Linked DNA regions of Ovis aries: all the other regions are linked to region 1. A link is a contact called in public Hi-C data. All regions are on one chromosome and are shown on one strand. Each heading gives the region's core, a stretch centred on a gene start, on an enhancer-like site or on the middle of the called end of the contact. The rest is flanking DNA. Distances are from core to core; before and after follow the strand shown.

Region 1 (4,998 bases), core at 939-3,438:
GTCTTAGTTATGACTGTCAGTCTGAGAAAACTCACCCTGTTCTCTGTGTGGGACTCCTCATGAATGCACGAAGAGTTTGGTTCCGTCTGCCAACCACACACATCACAGAAGGAGCTCCCACTGGAACATGACCTCTGGTGTGAAGCCACTTCTCTACACACATCACCTCCAGAGGTCACATCCTGCGCATGAACTCGTGCTGGGCAACAGTTATGACGGTGCACAGATGGAGCCCTCCCCAAGACGATGTCCATCCACAGCAACCCACTTCTCGTCGCCCCTTAAAAGACAGCTGTCAGCTGCGGTGATGCTCACCTTAATACCCAGATCTTTCTTCTCTGTGCAAGGCACCGTGAGACTCCTCTTATAAGAAGCATTCTCAGATTCAAAATCTGTAAGGCAAGCCAGTGGAGGTCAACAGGCTGCGTGCTGAGGTGGAGGCTGTCCAGATGAATGCGCAGCGCTGTGTCGCTGCCCTGTAGCTTCAGATAGCCCTTGGTCCCTGCGGGAGTCCCCTGAGGGAGGCTCACCTGGTAGCACTGCCAGCCTAAGGGGGAGGTCCGGAGGACAGGGATGTCTGGTCCTTGAGGACATCTAGGCCCAAGGACATTCTCAGGGACAGCTCAGCAGTGGCAGTGAAAAAGAGTGAAAGATATAGGATCCTCACAATTTGAACTAAGACCTCTCTGTCTAGGTCATGAATTCAATTATGGGCATATGAACTGCCAAACAGGAAAACTATCTCAGGCACCAATTTCTTATATTATTTCACTCCCTTTTACTTAGAAGGAAATAATGTCACTTCTGGGCTCCCCTGACAGCTCAGGTGGTAAAGAATACACCTACAATTCAGGAGACCCCTGACTGGGGAAGAGAGACCCCTGGGTGGGGAAGATCTGCTGAAGCAGGGATAGGCTGCCCACTCCAGTATTCTTGGGCTTCCCCTGTAGCTCAGCTGGTAAAGAATCCACCTGCAGTGTGGGAGACCTGGGTTCAATCCCTGGGTTGGAAAGATCCCCTGGAGAAGGGAAAGGCTACCCTCTCCAGTATTCTGGCCTGGAGAATTCCGTGGACTGTATAGTCCATGGGGTCGCAAAGAGTCTGACACGACTGAGCGACTTTCACAATGTCACTTCTAGGGCTTCCCAGGTAGCTCACTGGTAAAGAATCCACCTGCCAAGTAGGAGACACCGGAGTCGTGGGTTCCATCCCTGGGTGGGGAAGATCCCCTGGAGAAAGAAATGGCAACCCACTCCAGTACTCTTGCCTGGGAAACCCCATGGACAGAGGAGCCTGGTGGGCTACAGCCTATGGGGTGGTAAAAGATTCAGACAGGCTTTGCAACCAAACAAACAATATAACTTCTAATCTTGATTTTGAGATCTTTGTTTAGAGGATTAAAAAATGAGTTCTACTTTTTCAGGACTGACAACAGGATGAATTAGGAGAGGAAAAGTTTTAAGACATTTCTAAAGGGGACTGATCAATAACAACATTCAGCCATCAGAGGGCAGTGTAGACGTTCTGAAGGTTCTGGAGCTGGGAACGGGGTAGAGGAAGAACCCTAAAAAATGAAAAAAAAACACCACATCTTTTAAAAAATTTATTTATTTTTAATTGAAGGATAATTGCTTTACAGTATTGTGTCGGTTTCTACCACATCAACATGAATCAGCCATAGGTCTACCTATGTCCCCTTGCCACTTGAATATCCCTCCTACGTCCCCGCATCCTACCCTGAAAAATGCAGATTTAAAGCGAAGTTTCATTTGCTAAAATTAGAATTATAAGAAAGTGACCCCGGTGGCATGCCTCTCCTTTCATCTTGCTCTGTGTGCTCCGGATGAAAACTGACACCGGCCGCAGTTTGCAGCAGGTTCTTGGAGGATCCGGGACTGATTGGTTGCTGATTGGAGAGGTCTTGGGGTAGGGTGGCGCGGGTGGTGGTGTTTAGGTATAAGATGAATGGCAAGGGCAGCAGGGAGTGGAGGGAGGCCCTTGAAGGGGCTCAGGGCAGCGGCTATTTACCCACTGCGTCAAAACCACGTTTGATAATGTGCATCGCTTTAGAGGATCGTCTTGGCTGACTTCTGCCCCACAAGGGGAGGGTGCTTTGGGAAAGTGCGTGGCTGGCTCCCAGAGGGCTGAGCTTGCGTCAGCAGCTGACTTCCAGTAAGCGACCTTGTGCCCGCGGGGAAGTCCCGACCCCTCCCCCGACATCCGGTGTTTGCTGGGCGAAAACCGCTCCTGCCTGTTACCCAAGCGCGGCCTCAGTCTCTCATCCCTTGTCGATCCGATCATGATTCCTTCCTTTGGGGACAGGAGTTCTTCCTCATCCTGAAGGTCTTCACCTTTGCCATTAAGTCCACCTTGGCCAAACCTAGTTCACCCCAGGATGAAATTAAGGGAAAAGAGGAGGAGAGCCCCTGGAAGGCTCCCTTCAAGCGGAGACCCAGTGCTTTCTGCCCGCGCTTGTCTGGAGTTTGTTGAGACTAGCAGAGTAGGAAGCTCAGGCGTAGCTCTGAGCTACAGAGCTGAGTGATCTGTTAGGACCTCACTCTTCTCTCTCTGAGACCTTGCTGGGTGCCTCCCACCCTTTGGCCAGTTTCTGCTAGTACAGCTGTTGTCTAAGTGGAGAGACAGAGTTTGGAGCTTGACATTTTGCCATTTTTCTTGACTCCCCCTCCCATAATTAAGCCCCATAGTAAAACTGTTGTTCAGTCGCTCAGTCCTGCCCAACTCTTTGCATGGACTGTGGCATGCCAGGCTTCCCTGTCCTTCACTATCTCCTGGAGTTTGCTCAAACTCATGTCCATTGAGTCAATGATGCCATCCAGCCATCTCATCCTCAGTCGTCCCCTTCTTTTCCTGCCCTCAGTCTTTCTCAGCATCAGGGTCTTTTCCAATAAGTCAGCTTTTCACATCAGGTGGTCAAAGTATTGAAGCTTCAGCTTCAGCCTCAGTCCTCCCAATGAATATTCAGGGTTGATTTCCTTTAGGATTGACTGGTTTGATCTCCTTGTACTCTAAGGGACTCTCAAGAGTCTTTTCCAGCACGACAGTTCAAAAGCACCAGTTCTTTGGTGCTTAGCCTTCTTTATGGTCCAACTCTCACCTCTGTACACAACTACTGGAAAACTCATAGCTCTGACTATACGGACCTTGTCAGCAAAGTGATGTCTCTGCTTTCTAATACACTGTCCAGGTTTGTCAAAGCTTTTCTTCCAAGGAGCAAGCATCTTTTAATTTCATATCTGCAGTCACCAGGGACCCAAATAAAATCTCTCCTGTTTTGTAAGATGACACCACCCTTATGGCAGAAAGTGAGGAAGAACTAAAGAGCCTCTTGTGGAAAGTGAAAGAGGAGAGTGAAAAAGTTGGCTTAAAGCTCAACATTCAGAAAACTAAGATCATGGCATCTGGTCCCATCACTTCATGCAAATAGATGGAGAAACAATGGAAACAGTGGCTGACTTTATTTTTCTGGGCTCCAAAATCATTGCGGATGGTGATTACAGCCATGAAATTAAAAGACACTTACTCCTTGGAAGGAAAGTTATGACCAACCTAGACAGCATATTAAAAAGCAGAGACATTACTTTGCCAATAAAGGTCCGTCTAGTCAAGGCTATGGTTTTTCCAGTAGTCATGTATGGATGTGAGAGTTGGACTATAAAGAAAGCTGAACGCTGAAGAATTGATGCTTTTGAACTGTGGTGTTGGAGAAGACTCTTGAGAGTCCCCTGGACTGCAAGGAGATCCAACTAGTCCATCCTAAAGAAGATCAGTCCTGGGTGTTCACTGGAAGGACTGATGTTGAAGCTGAAACTCCAATACTTTGGCCACCTGATGTGAAGAACTGACTCATTTGAAAAGACCCTGATGCCGGGAAAGATTGAGGGCAGGAGGAGAAGGGGACGATAGAGGATGAGATGGTTGGATGGCATCACTGACTCAATGGACATGGGTTTGGGTGGACTCTGGGAGTTGGTGATGGACAGGGAGGCCTGGTGTGCTGTGGTTCATGGGGTCGCAAAGAGCTGGACACGACTGAGACTGAACTGAACTGAACTGTTTTGTCAGTTAAGCTCCCAAAGGGGTTATCGCCCAAAGTGCCCCGAGCTGATGTCCTTGCCCTGCTCAGACCTAGCTGCAGAGGACCAGGTATAGACTAGATTCTCAGTGTCCTGGCTGCAGCAACTATGCCTCTTGGAAGATGTGGTTCTTTTAACTCTGCCAACCCAGTGTCTATGCCTTGGTCTCTTATGTGTCCTGTGCTTCTTGAGTCCCTGGAGTAAGAGGGTAACCAGAACTAACAAGAATGTCACCAGTCTGGTTCCACCCCACAGAATTAAACAAAGAAATCAAAACAAACAAACAGAACAACCCAAGAAAATTTGAAGCCAACCTAGAAATGTATAATCTGATCCCAGGACAACAATGGCTATACACGAGTAAAAACTTCCTCTTATCTGGGGTGTGAGCAACAGATCAAACCACAGAGGGAAGAAAAATTGCTGGTCACTGTCTAGAGTCCATTGTGGAACTTAATTTTAACCTGGGTTACTTTCCATCTGAAGGTCAAATGTGGCACTATGTGCTAGGGAAAATCTGCTTATCTGAGTGCCCTAGCGAGTGGCATCTGTCTTGTAAACTTTGTAAATTTTCAGGGAGAGCATCATCAGTTCCCTTCTCCTCCGTGGTGTCCACCTTGGATATTTAAAACCTGTTGATTTTCACTGGCCCTTTGAGCCCTGTGCTCTGGCCACACCACTGATAAATCAGTGTTGGACCTGTCTAGGAAGGTAGCTTCATTTATGACAGGCACCTCTCCAAGCAAAGGCTACAGCTATGTGTCTCTCTTGGTTTCAGAGGGGATTTGAGGAGGCTTCACAATAACACACATTTTACTTGCTTGAGTTCAGATCCACTTAAGGGAGAGATATAGAGTCAACCATTTGGAGATTGTAACCTCAGCTTTAGTACTAATCAAAACTG
Region 2 (4,998 bases), core at 743-3,242, 420 kb after region 1:
TCTAAGCCTGTCTCCACATCCGATCTTGCATTTGCTCATCTAAGGAGCAGAATAAAGTGATTTAAGCACACTGGCCACTGAGTAAGGCTGCCTGGGCGCAGCACTAGACTCCACTGCGCATTACTTGTGTGCTTTATCTGAGTCTCTATTTCTGCCTTGATAATCAAGACTGGGTGGTCTCTACCCAACCATCCCACAGCTCTGTTTGAGGACTGCACTGGATTATGTACATCCAATGCTTAGCACATAGTAGGTATTCAATAAGTGGTACTTATTGTGACTACATGGAAATGATGTTAAACTTTTAGTGCTGTGACAATTACTAGGGGTGACACAGGTAAAGTACACGGAAAGATGTAATTGATGGGGAGGAAAGGGAGACGGAACAGATGCTACCTCATCCACTTCTGATAAGACACCGGGAAGAAAGTTCCCACGGGCACCTAGCTACTGGGGGGCCAGTTCAGTCACCAGGGTTGGGAGTCTGGGGAGGTCCAGCACCAGGATTGAGAGCTCCCCCCACCATGTGACAGCTGTCTGAAGGTGAACTGACCCTGCGCCTGACTGATGTCGGACCCACCTGGTGTGTGGACCCAACTGGTCATACCAGCTGCCACTACCCACCCCATCCATGGCTTCAGGAGGCCAAGCAGTCCACTCTCACCACCCTTGGCCTGGCCTGCTTTGTTCCCACGCATTCTGCTTTCTTTCTGGAGAAGGGGAAAAGCATGTAAGCATTATCTCTGTTCATGATACTGTTATACCCACTTTGGAGCAGAAAGCAGGCTATCGTCTTTACTTTCATACTTCATGCTGGTCTCAACATATTTCAATAAAGGAAAAGAGTGAACTACAAACAGAAATGAATAGAATAATAGGGCATCATCATTTAAGACCCTTTCTGCATAAATATTAAAGGCAAAAACTATTATATTCACATCATGAACGTTACTGTCAAACAGCAATACTGAATCTTATGATACTGACAACCCTCCAGACATTTTGATGTTAGGCAGGTCGTTCATTGTTTTAATCCCACCTTCAACAGCCCTTCAAGGTCCAGTTTCTCTACTCAGATTACAACATATTCTAAATATAAACAATAAAGGGAAACTCTTAAAAAGATTTCTTAGTATTAAAAAAAAACAAACATATCTGAACCTCTTTTTAAAAATATGAACTCTAGATGATTATTTCTTTCCCAGCACAATACATTTCAGGGTGTCAGTGTATCTTATATAACAGAAATTATGGGAGAAAATGATGAGGTTTTGGGGGGAAAGGAAGGAATTCTTGGAGCTGAAATTTCCACCAGTGTAACTTCATTTATGGATCATTGTATTTCATAAGGAAAATATTTAGTTTTATTTTGCATTACAAGTTGGTCCACAAAATACCCCCAGCCAGGACTCACAAACCCTAGGGCTCTTTTGCTTGATACATCTCAGGGTGCAAAACACAAAATACCCATCTTGACTGAGTCTAGCCACTTGGATCCAAAACTTAGCTGATCGTGGATTTAGCTCCCCCTGGTGGTGGTGCATGAACTTAACATACATGAACTATGCAGACGTTCTAAGGGATCCTTGAGTTCAGTCCAGTTCAGTTCAGCCACTCAGTCGCCTCTGACTCTTTGTGACCCCATGGACTGCAGCACGCCAGGCCTCCCTGTACATCACCAACTCCCAGAGTTTACTCAAACTCATGTCCACTGAGTCAGTGATGCCATCCAGCCATCTCATCCTCTGTCGTCCCCTTCTCCTCCTGCCTTCAATCTTTCCCAGCATCAGGGTCTTTTCAAATGAGTCAGTTCTTCGCATCAGGGATCCTAGGACTTATCTATTAATAGCTAAAATCTTTCCTTTTACAATGTGAAAGTTAAGGCTGAGAGGGGATAAGGGTGTGACTGCCCAGGGTTCATGGTGGGGAGTCACTGAGTGAAGAACAGAACCCAGCTCTCTGGCCTCAAGCTGATTTCAACACCCACACTCTCTGTACACAGTGGAGATGTCAAAATAACCCCGTTGTGGCTTGCCTGCTTGGCCAGACCTGGGACTCACAGTCATAGAGAATTTGGGACCATGAGGAAAAATCTGCTCTCCATAGGCCAAAACGTGACAGAGGAGAGACTTTCTTCCTCAGCGGGTTTCATGGGGGCCTGTTCCTGAGTTCCAGACAAGACAAATATGTCCATTTGCTGGTCACGGTCATACCCACCTCCTCCCATCTGGACCTCAGCAGCCCCCAGGAAGGTCCCACATGGCAGCCTCACCTCAGTGAGCCCACCACAACCCCAGGGCTGGCCCTCGGTGTGACGTTCTGGTGTCCCAAGACACAGGATCCACCTTTCAAGGGCGTGCTCATCTGAGCCAAGTTCCAATAAAGAGGAGGGGCTTCCCTGGTGGCTCAGATGGTTAAGAATCCACCTGCCAATGCAGGAGATGCAGGCTCGATTCCTGGGTCGGGAAGAGCCCCTGGAGGAGGAAATGGCAACCCACTCCAGTATTCCTGCCTGGAGAATCCCAAGGACAGAGGAGCCTGGCAGGCTATAGTCCACAGGGTCACAAAGAGCCGGACACGACTGAAGCGACTTAGCGCACAGGATGCAGAGTGACTGTGTTGGTTTACCCAGAGAAATACACCCTTCCAGCTCACCAGACCTTTAGATGCTCATCCCTGGAGGCTCCATGGTTTAGTCAACATGAAATCAGAGCAAGACCAGGCAGCCAGATGGCCCTCATCACTGGTGGCATTAAGTGGGATAAGTGGAAACTTACAGACTTGGCTGTGGGCTAGCACCACGGGCTCTCCCAGGCTCGGACTCCTGCCCACCAGAGTCCCCACACCCTCTGTGTCTCTCATGTGTCTTTATGCTTCCAAGGCAAACTCAATTTTGCAGAGTCTGGTCTGGCCATAGTCTGGGGAGTTATTTATAAATAGCAGAGGGAAAACCACTTGAATGTCTATCATTAGGGATCTGGTTTTAAAAATTACAACTTGTCCATATAACAATAACTTAAATCACTTTTCTAAATTGAAGATTTAGATGTAGACATGAAAGAGATCTAAAATATGTTTTAGATAAAAACACGGACAGAGCACAATGTATAAAGTGCTACCATATGCTTTTATGCTTTTTAAAAGAGTGTGTATATATAGATGTTTATATGCTCACACACCACACACACACACACACACACTTACATGTGCATAGACTCTCTGGAAGGACATACAAGACACGGGAAATATGATTGTTGCTGGAGATGAGAATTAGAGGAATGAGGATCAAGAATGGGAGGGAAATTTACTTTTTACTACACATTAAAAGACATCATTTTTTATTCAATTGTCAACCTGGTTATTGCAATGCAAATCAATTTTCTTTTTCAAAAATAAAACAAAATTGACATAACACAAAACCCAAACAAGGGAGGGGACATTCAGGAGTTAAGAGTGGTGGGTCAGAAGGGAGGACATTCCTTCAAAAGAAAGTGTTAGTCGCTCAGTCATGGACTCTGCGACTCCTATGGACTGTAGCGCACCAGGCTCCTCTGTCCATGGGATTCTCCAGGCAAGAATACTGGAGTGAGTTGGCATTTGTTTCTCCAGGGGATCTTCCTGACCCAGGGATTGAACCCGGGCCTCCTGCTTTGCAGGCAGGTTCTATACTGTCTGAGCTGAAGGGAACAACGTAAGAAAGGCCTAGGGGCGCAGAGAGCTGAGCACACAGGATAGCGCACGGTCTGCCTTGCTGGGGCTGTGGGCGGGAACCGGGGCTGGGACACAGTGGCTTGAAGTGCCAGCCAAGACTATGGATCCCATTCTGAAAATGATGGACATAGCTAAGGGTCACTGAGCAGGGCAGTGACATGACCAGCGTGTATTTTAGAAAGCCACCTTCAGCCCCCACAAAAGGTTTAGCCAATGAATCAGTGAGCAAGCCACCAGGAAGAAACCCACCAGAGAATCCTGGAAGTGGAGATGGGTCAGGGAGTGGGAGGCCTCATCCTTTGGATGTGACAACCAAGAGGTTACTGTGAATGAGGCCAGAGATATTAGGAGGCGTGGACAGAGGGGAGATGAGAGAGGAGGGATAGGCAGACAGAAGACCCGGGATTCCCAGAATTCTGGATAAGATCAGTGAAATTTTTAGAAATCAAACCAAACAACAATTAAGAACCAAAAGATTGCTCACTTTGTAATTCGCCAAGTAAGGGTAATTCGCTAAAATTATCATGTTTTAATACCATTGTTTTATAAAAGAAGGGATATTTTAAATCTCCCTCCAGTAGGAAGGGCTGACCTCTGTTAAAGAATGGTCATTCATATGTAACAAATTTATATTATCACCTGTCTCTGTGTGTGTGTGTGTGTGCAGTCACTCACTCATGTCTGACTCTTTGCGACCCTGTGGACTATAGTCCCTCCAGACTCCCCTGTTCATGGTATTTCCCAGACAAGAATACTGCAGTGGGTTGCCATTTCTTCCTCCAGGGGATCTTCCCAATCCAGGGATCAAATTCACATCCCTTGCATCTTCTGCATTGGAGGGTGGATTCTTCACAGTGTCACCAGGACACACCCTTACTGTTCCCATTTTCTCAGGGATTATAAAATCTCAGTCCGCTGAATGATGCTGGTTTGCTGAGTGTGAACCGACATGTAAATCCTTTTTTTTTCCCCCAAACAAGGAAGGAAAGAGATTGAATAAGAATAGAGCCAAGAGGACTTCCCATGTGGTCTAGTGGTTGGTGACTGAGAATCTGCACTTCCACTTTGTGCGTGCTAAGTTGCTTCAGTCGTGTCCGACTCTGTGCGACCCTAAGGACTGTAGCACACCAGGCTTCTCTCTGTCCATGCGATTCTCCAGGCAAGAATACTGGAGTGGGTTGCCATTTCCTCCTCCAGGGGATCTTACCAACCCAGGGATCAAGGCATATAAATTCAATCCAGGGTTGGGGAAGTTCCATATGCTGTGCAGTGTTGGAAGACAAAAAA
Region 3 (4,998 bases), core at 687-3,186, 270 kb after region 1:
ACAGAAGTGAGGGGGCCACTGCAAGCCAAAGCTTGAAACACTTCTTCTAAAATGGGCCAGAAAGTGAGTCATTTAGGCTCAGCTGGCCACACCGGTTTACGGCTGCTACTTTAACCCTTTCTTGGGAGCAGGAAATGGGCAGAGCAAAAACATGAACAAGTAGGCCTGGCTCTGCTCCAATAAAACATTCATTACAGAAACAGACCCTGGGCCGATTGGCTCCTGGGCCGTAGTTTGCTGACGTCTATAATAAACCACTGAGTTCTGGGAGGACCATAAATGACTTCAGCATTCTTTAGCCTCATTTACTAACATCCCTGTTTTCATCTGGGGCTTCCCAGACGGCGCTGGTGGTAAAGAATCCACCTGCCAATGCAGGAGACATGAGACACAGGTTCGATGCTTGGGTCGGGAAGATCCCCTGGAGGAGGAAATGGTAACCCACTCCAGTATTCTTGTCTGGAAAATCCCATGGACAGAGGAACTTGGCGGGCTACAGGCCATACATTAGCACAGAGGTAGACGTGACTGAAGAGACGTAGCATGCACTCTTTTTATTACTTTTAAAGTCCTTATTGAAGTGTAGTTGATTTACAGTGTTGTATTACTTTCTGCTGTATAGCACAGTGAATCAGGTATACGTAATACATATATCCACTCCAGTTTAGGTTATTTTCCATCTAGGCCATTAGAGAGTATTGACTGGAGTTCCCTGTGCTGTACAATGCAGGTCTTTATTTGTTGTCTATTATATATATAGTATCATAGACAGCCCTGCATTGATTCCTATTCTGGTCAAGTTCATCGCAGGTTGACGTCTTGAGGAGCACTGGTACACTGTGCTTACAGAAAAATGCTGGTGCGTACTGTACAACTTGAGGGACTCACCCGAAGGAAAAGCTCAGGTGTACCCAACAACCGGGTCAAGAAATAGAACATAATCCACACCCATATTCCAACCCCTAGCCACACCCCCAGGGTCTCTTCCAACCTGGTTCTCTGAGCATCACCCAGCGCTTCCTGCTCCATCCTGCTCAGGGCCAGCTCATGTATCTCCTCCCCCATCACACACTCCATCCCCATAGCCAACCCCTCCATCCTCCTTCTTTGCTACACAGCTTCAGACTCACCTTGAACAAAGCCTCTTGAACTCAGCAGGTACGGTGTTTTTTCTTGGTGGCACTTATCACAAGTATAATTCTTTTTTGATAGTTTTTTTTTTGGGGGGGGTTCTCTATATTTTCAGCCATACCTTGAGGCATGCAGAACGTCCCCCACCAGGGACCGACCCCACTCCCCTTACTCCATGCAGAAGCACAGAGTCTTAACTACTGGACCACCAGGGAAGTCCTCAGATCTCTTTGTAAAAAAAAAAAAGAAAAGAAGTATAGTTAATTTACAATGTTCTGTTAATTTCTAATGTCCAGCAAACTGACTCAGTTATACCTATACATGTATCCTTTTTCAAATTCTCTTCCCATTTAGGTTGTTAGATAATATTGAGTAGAGTTCCCTGGGCTATACAGAAGGTACTTGTTGGTTATCTATTTTAAATACAGCAGTGTGTACATGTCCATCCCAAACTCTCTAACTATCCCTCCCCGCACCGTTCTCCCCGGTAACCGTAAGTTCTTCTCTAAGGCTGTGAGTTTGTGTGTTTTATCACATGTGTGATTAACTGTCTGTACATCCTATTCACTTCAGGAAAATCAAATGAGGTCAGAAGGACTTGCTCGTGGCTCCAGCTGTCTTCTGCGCTTTGCAGTTTGTGCTTAAATAGCTGTCAGATCAATACATTATCCATTCTTTCTCATCAAGTATGAATACCTATATCAGGGCCTCCATTGACCCATATAAACTAGAAAAGAGCCCCTTCCTTGACACACGACTTATATCTGGCAGAGCTGATTCTTGTAACCAGGCCCTTTACTGCCCCCTGCTGGAAAGAGGCCAGAAATGTGTGAATGGACTATAGCTCTGATGTCACTAGGAGCTCCCCACCCCTCACCTTAAAGGGGGACTCTTTGCTCAGTGTATATTCCACACGACCATACACAGAAGCCCTGCCAACCATATGTAAGTGTCTACGCCACTTTACAATTGGCAACCGATTTGTTCTACTCTTTGTCATTTAATCCTCAAATAGGTATTTTCCAGCCCATTTTGCAGATTCAATTAGAACACAAAGGACTTGCATGAGCTGAAACCAACCTAGGTGTTTTAATCTCAAGTCCTTTGTTTTACGCTGAAAAATAAATACTCCCCCTCCAGATCTTTGTAGGAAACACAAGTAGGAGGCAAGAGTCTAGGCAAACACTGACAGCTGTCGGTCAGCATCAGCTTCCCCCACCTCTTTAGCATGTCCGCCCACCCGGCTTTGACTTCTGATTTAACACCTTGTCTTGGGGTGGCAAAGAGTCTGATGCGACTGCAGTGACTTAGGAGGCACACACACACTCTGTGTGGGACAGAACAGCCTGGTGGGCTACAGTCCATAGGGTCACAAAGAGTCGGACACGACTGAATGACTGAGTACCCACCCACACCCTCTGCTGTTAAATGATGTGGAATCTTGTTGCAGTGTTCCTGATGGCATGGAAAGAGCACACACATAGGGCTGGCATGTCTGGATTCCAATGCCGGCCTCATCTCACAGTGCGGTGACCGCCAGGCATCCTCTCTCCAAAGCTGTGCCAAAGTCCCCAACTCTAAAATGAGGGCCATGACCACTGCCTTCCCTTTCTTAAGGCTGTTGTGCAAATAAACAACAAAACATATGTGCTGCTTTTACTAGTCCCCTAACTGGTGCTTCTCCAGCCACTCCATCGCCACACGGGCCCTTCCTCTACAGACCACAGGGGTCCAGACTTTTCCCCAGGCCATGATGGGATTTTCTGCCTTAATTTTTATTTATTATTATTATTTTTGACTGCACTTGGTCTTCATTGCTGCGAGCAGGCTACTTTCAAGTTGTGGTTCAAGGGCTTCTCGTTGTGGTGGCTTCTCTTGTGGTGGAACACAGTCTCTAGGGGGCATGGGCTCAGTAGTTGCTGCCCGAGGGTTCTGGAGCACGGGTTCAGTGGTTGCAACAAACGGGCATAGTTGCTCCGTGGCGTGTGGAAGCTTCCTGGACCAAGGATTGCACCTGTGCCCCTGCATTGGCAGGAGGATTCTCAACCACTGACCCACCAGGGAAGTCCCCAGGCATAGTGTTCACCTTGTGCCTCTTTCCTAGGTTCTGTAAGAATCCCTGGAGGTGGTCTTCCCCATCACGTACAGGGGTTTTTCCATTCTGCTCTTCTTTGTCTCTGTTAGGCCTTTCTTTTCGTTTTCTCCACCAGGCTTTCATCTCTATGAACTCCCTTTGTATTTGTTTTTTTCTGGTGTTATTGCTGTTGCTGTTGCTTGTTCTTTGGTTGATTTGGGGTTGTTTTTCGTTTGTTTTCTGGCCACGCTGCTCAGCATGCAGGATCTTAGTTCCCCGACCAGGATTGAACTCGTACCACTTGCGCTGGAATCACGAAGTCTTAACCAGTGGACCAGCAAGGACGTCCCTCCCTTTGCTCTTTAATTGCTTACTTATCCTAGCAGGTTCCTCATCTTTGCTCACATTTAACAGCATTGACCTAATAGATGTGGGAGAGCTGCATTCAAACTGCGATCCACCCCTCCAGGCTTCCATCCTTAAACGTCTGTTTACTGAGATGAGAGGTGGGATGGAGACAAATGAAAGATCATGGGAAGCAGATCAGAAAACTTTCTCCCTCCCTGAGGGGAGGGGGTGGGGGTGGGGTTGGGGAGTGGCTTTGGAAGCATTAAGGATGCAAGGTCCCTCCTAATCAGGCAAAGGAGGGGGAGCTGCCTGTGCCCACCACTCTGCACACTGGGCTGGCTGCCCAGAGTTCCCAAAGCCACACACTGGAGCCATATCTGCCTGTGGGCATGTCTGGGATGTCTGTATCCACTGGACCTGTACTCGATCGTTCAGTGACACAGACAACTATGGAAGGTCCCTGTTGCCATCCAAATCCCCCTCGGGATTTTCACAGTGATTCAAAGTTACCCGTGATTCCGCCTTGTCAGCAAGTTAGGAACCTGTGGTGCAAATGCCCCACTCCGCTTTGATGACATCAGCACACGCTGTTGTAACCTTGCTCGTGAATTGCAGAGCCAGGATCACAAGCCCACCTAGTCTGGCTCCCAGTGCCATGCTCTCATTCCCTGGGTCATATTTAGTGGGCGGATGCTGTGGACCAGTGGTGGAGCCAGTTGCTCCGTGCAAGAGCACTGGCCAGCTGTTCTTCCCACCAAGGTCTTCCCACCCCTTATTCTTACCTACCTTGCTACAACCCCTGCTCCGCAAGGCTGAGCTTCCTCTGGGTTCTGTAGAAGGCAACGTTCGCCTCACTTCTCATTTCTCATCTGACTCTGCCTAGTTCATATCTTTCTGAACTAACTCATGGTTTCTTTGCCGTTGATGCGGCTCTGTTTCGTTTTTTTTTTTCCCCAATGATGCGCTTGCTTTTTCATGTTTTCCTTTAGATCTTTCTATAAGTGTTCGAGACCAGGGTGAGATTTGGGCTATATATTCTCCTTGCCTCATTGCAGATGCAGCCACATCCAGTATGAATGCGCATCAGCTCTGGGGAGCCCTTTCTCTCTGCCCCACCCCCACCCCAAGAAACAGCTCCTGCATCTGTCTTTAATGAACTCGCCCTCAGTGAGGTTGGTGGGGGATGGGGAAAGCAAGAATTACTGATGTTTATGTTGTGTTCGTGCTAAGGCACTTCAGTCATGTCCAGCTCTTTGCAACCCCTTGGACTGCAGTCCAAGAGGCTCCCCTATCTGTGGAATTCTCCAAGCGAGACTAGTGGAGTGGGTTGCCTTCTCCTCCTCCAGGGGATCTTCCCAATCCAGGGATCGAACCTGAGTCTCTTACGTCTCCTGCATTGGCAGGCAGGTTCTTTATTACCAGTGCCCCTGGGAAGCCTGATGTTT

The links. Hi-C and Micro-C count contacts between places; a contact is called where the count stands out from the background.
Region 2: a contact with region 1 is called in a Hi-C map of tail adipose tissue, with 5 times the contacts expected there. The contact joins two enhancer-like sites. A contact is called at or near these places in 5 of 16 Hi-C or Micro-C datasets (liver, muscle, omental adipose tissue and 1 more).
Region 3: a Hi-C map of liver shows a contact between it and region 1, with 4 times the contacts expected there. The contact joins two enhancer-like sites. A contact is called at or near these places in 11 of 16 Hi-C or Micro-C datasets (blood, hypothalamus, liver and 6 more).

The regions. Positions count from the first base shown.
Region 1 is chr2:232,465,626-232,470,623 of ARS-UI_Ramb_v3.0, reverse strand. No RefSeq gene overlaps it. Among named protein-coding and RNA genes, the nearest start is that of CAB39, 68 kb to the left of the region's middle. Within about 2 kb of position 2,188, at least 25 of the 54 cell types and tissues checked have an H3K27ac peak or open chromatin away from gene starts, as enhancers often do. A contact at or near this core is called in liver and tail adipose tissue, where this site is marked.
Region 2 is chr2:232,043,060-232,048,057 of ARS-UI_Ramb_v3.0, reverse strand. All of the region lies in intron 3 of FBXO36 (F-box protein 36), which reads right to left. LOC132659231 (a long non-coding RNA gene) reads left to right here. Exons shown (of 2, transcript XR_009599430.1): 2 at 1-869. Among named protein-coding and RNA genes, the nearest start is that of SLC16A14, 55 kb to the left of the region's middle. Within about 2 kb of position 1,992, at least 2 of the 54 cell types and tissues checked have an H3K27ac peak or open chromatin away from gene starts, as enhancers often do. A contact at or near this core is called in tail adipose tissue, where this site is marked.
Region 3 is chr2:232,196,334-232,201,331 of ARS-UI_Ramb_v3.0, reverse strand. All of the region lies in intron 11 of SP110 (SP110 nuclear body protein), which reads left to right. Among named protein-coding and RNA genes, the nearest start is that of SP110, 32 kb to the left of the region's middle. Within about 2 kb of position 1,936, at least 3 of the 54 cell types and tissues checked have an H3K27ac peak or open chromatin away from gene starts, as enhancers often do. A contact at or near this core is called in liver, where this site is marked.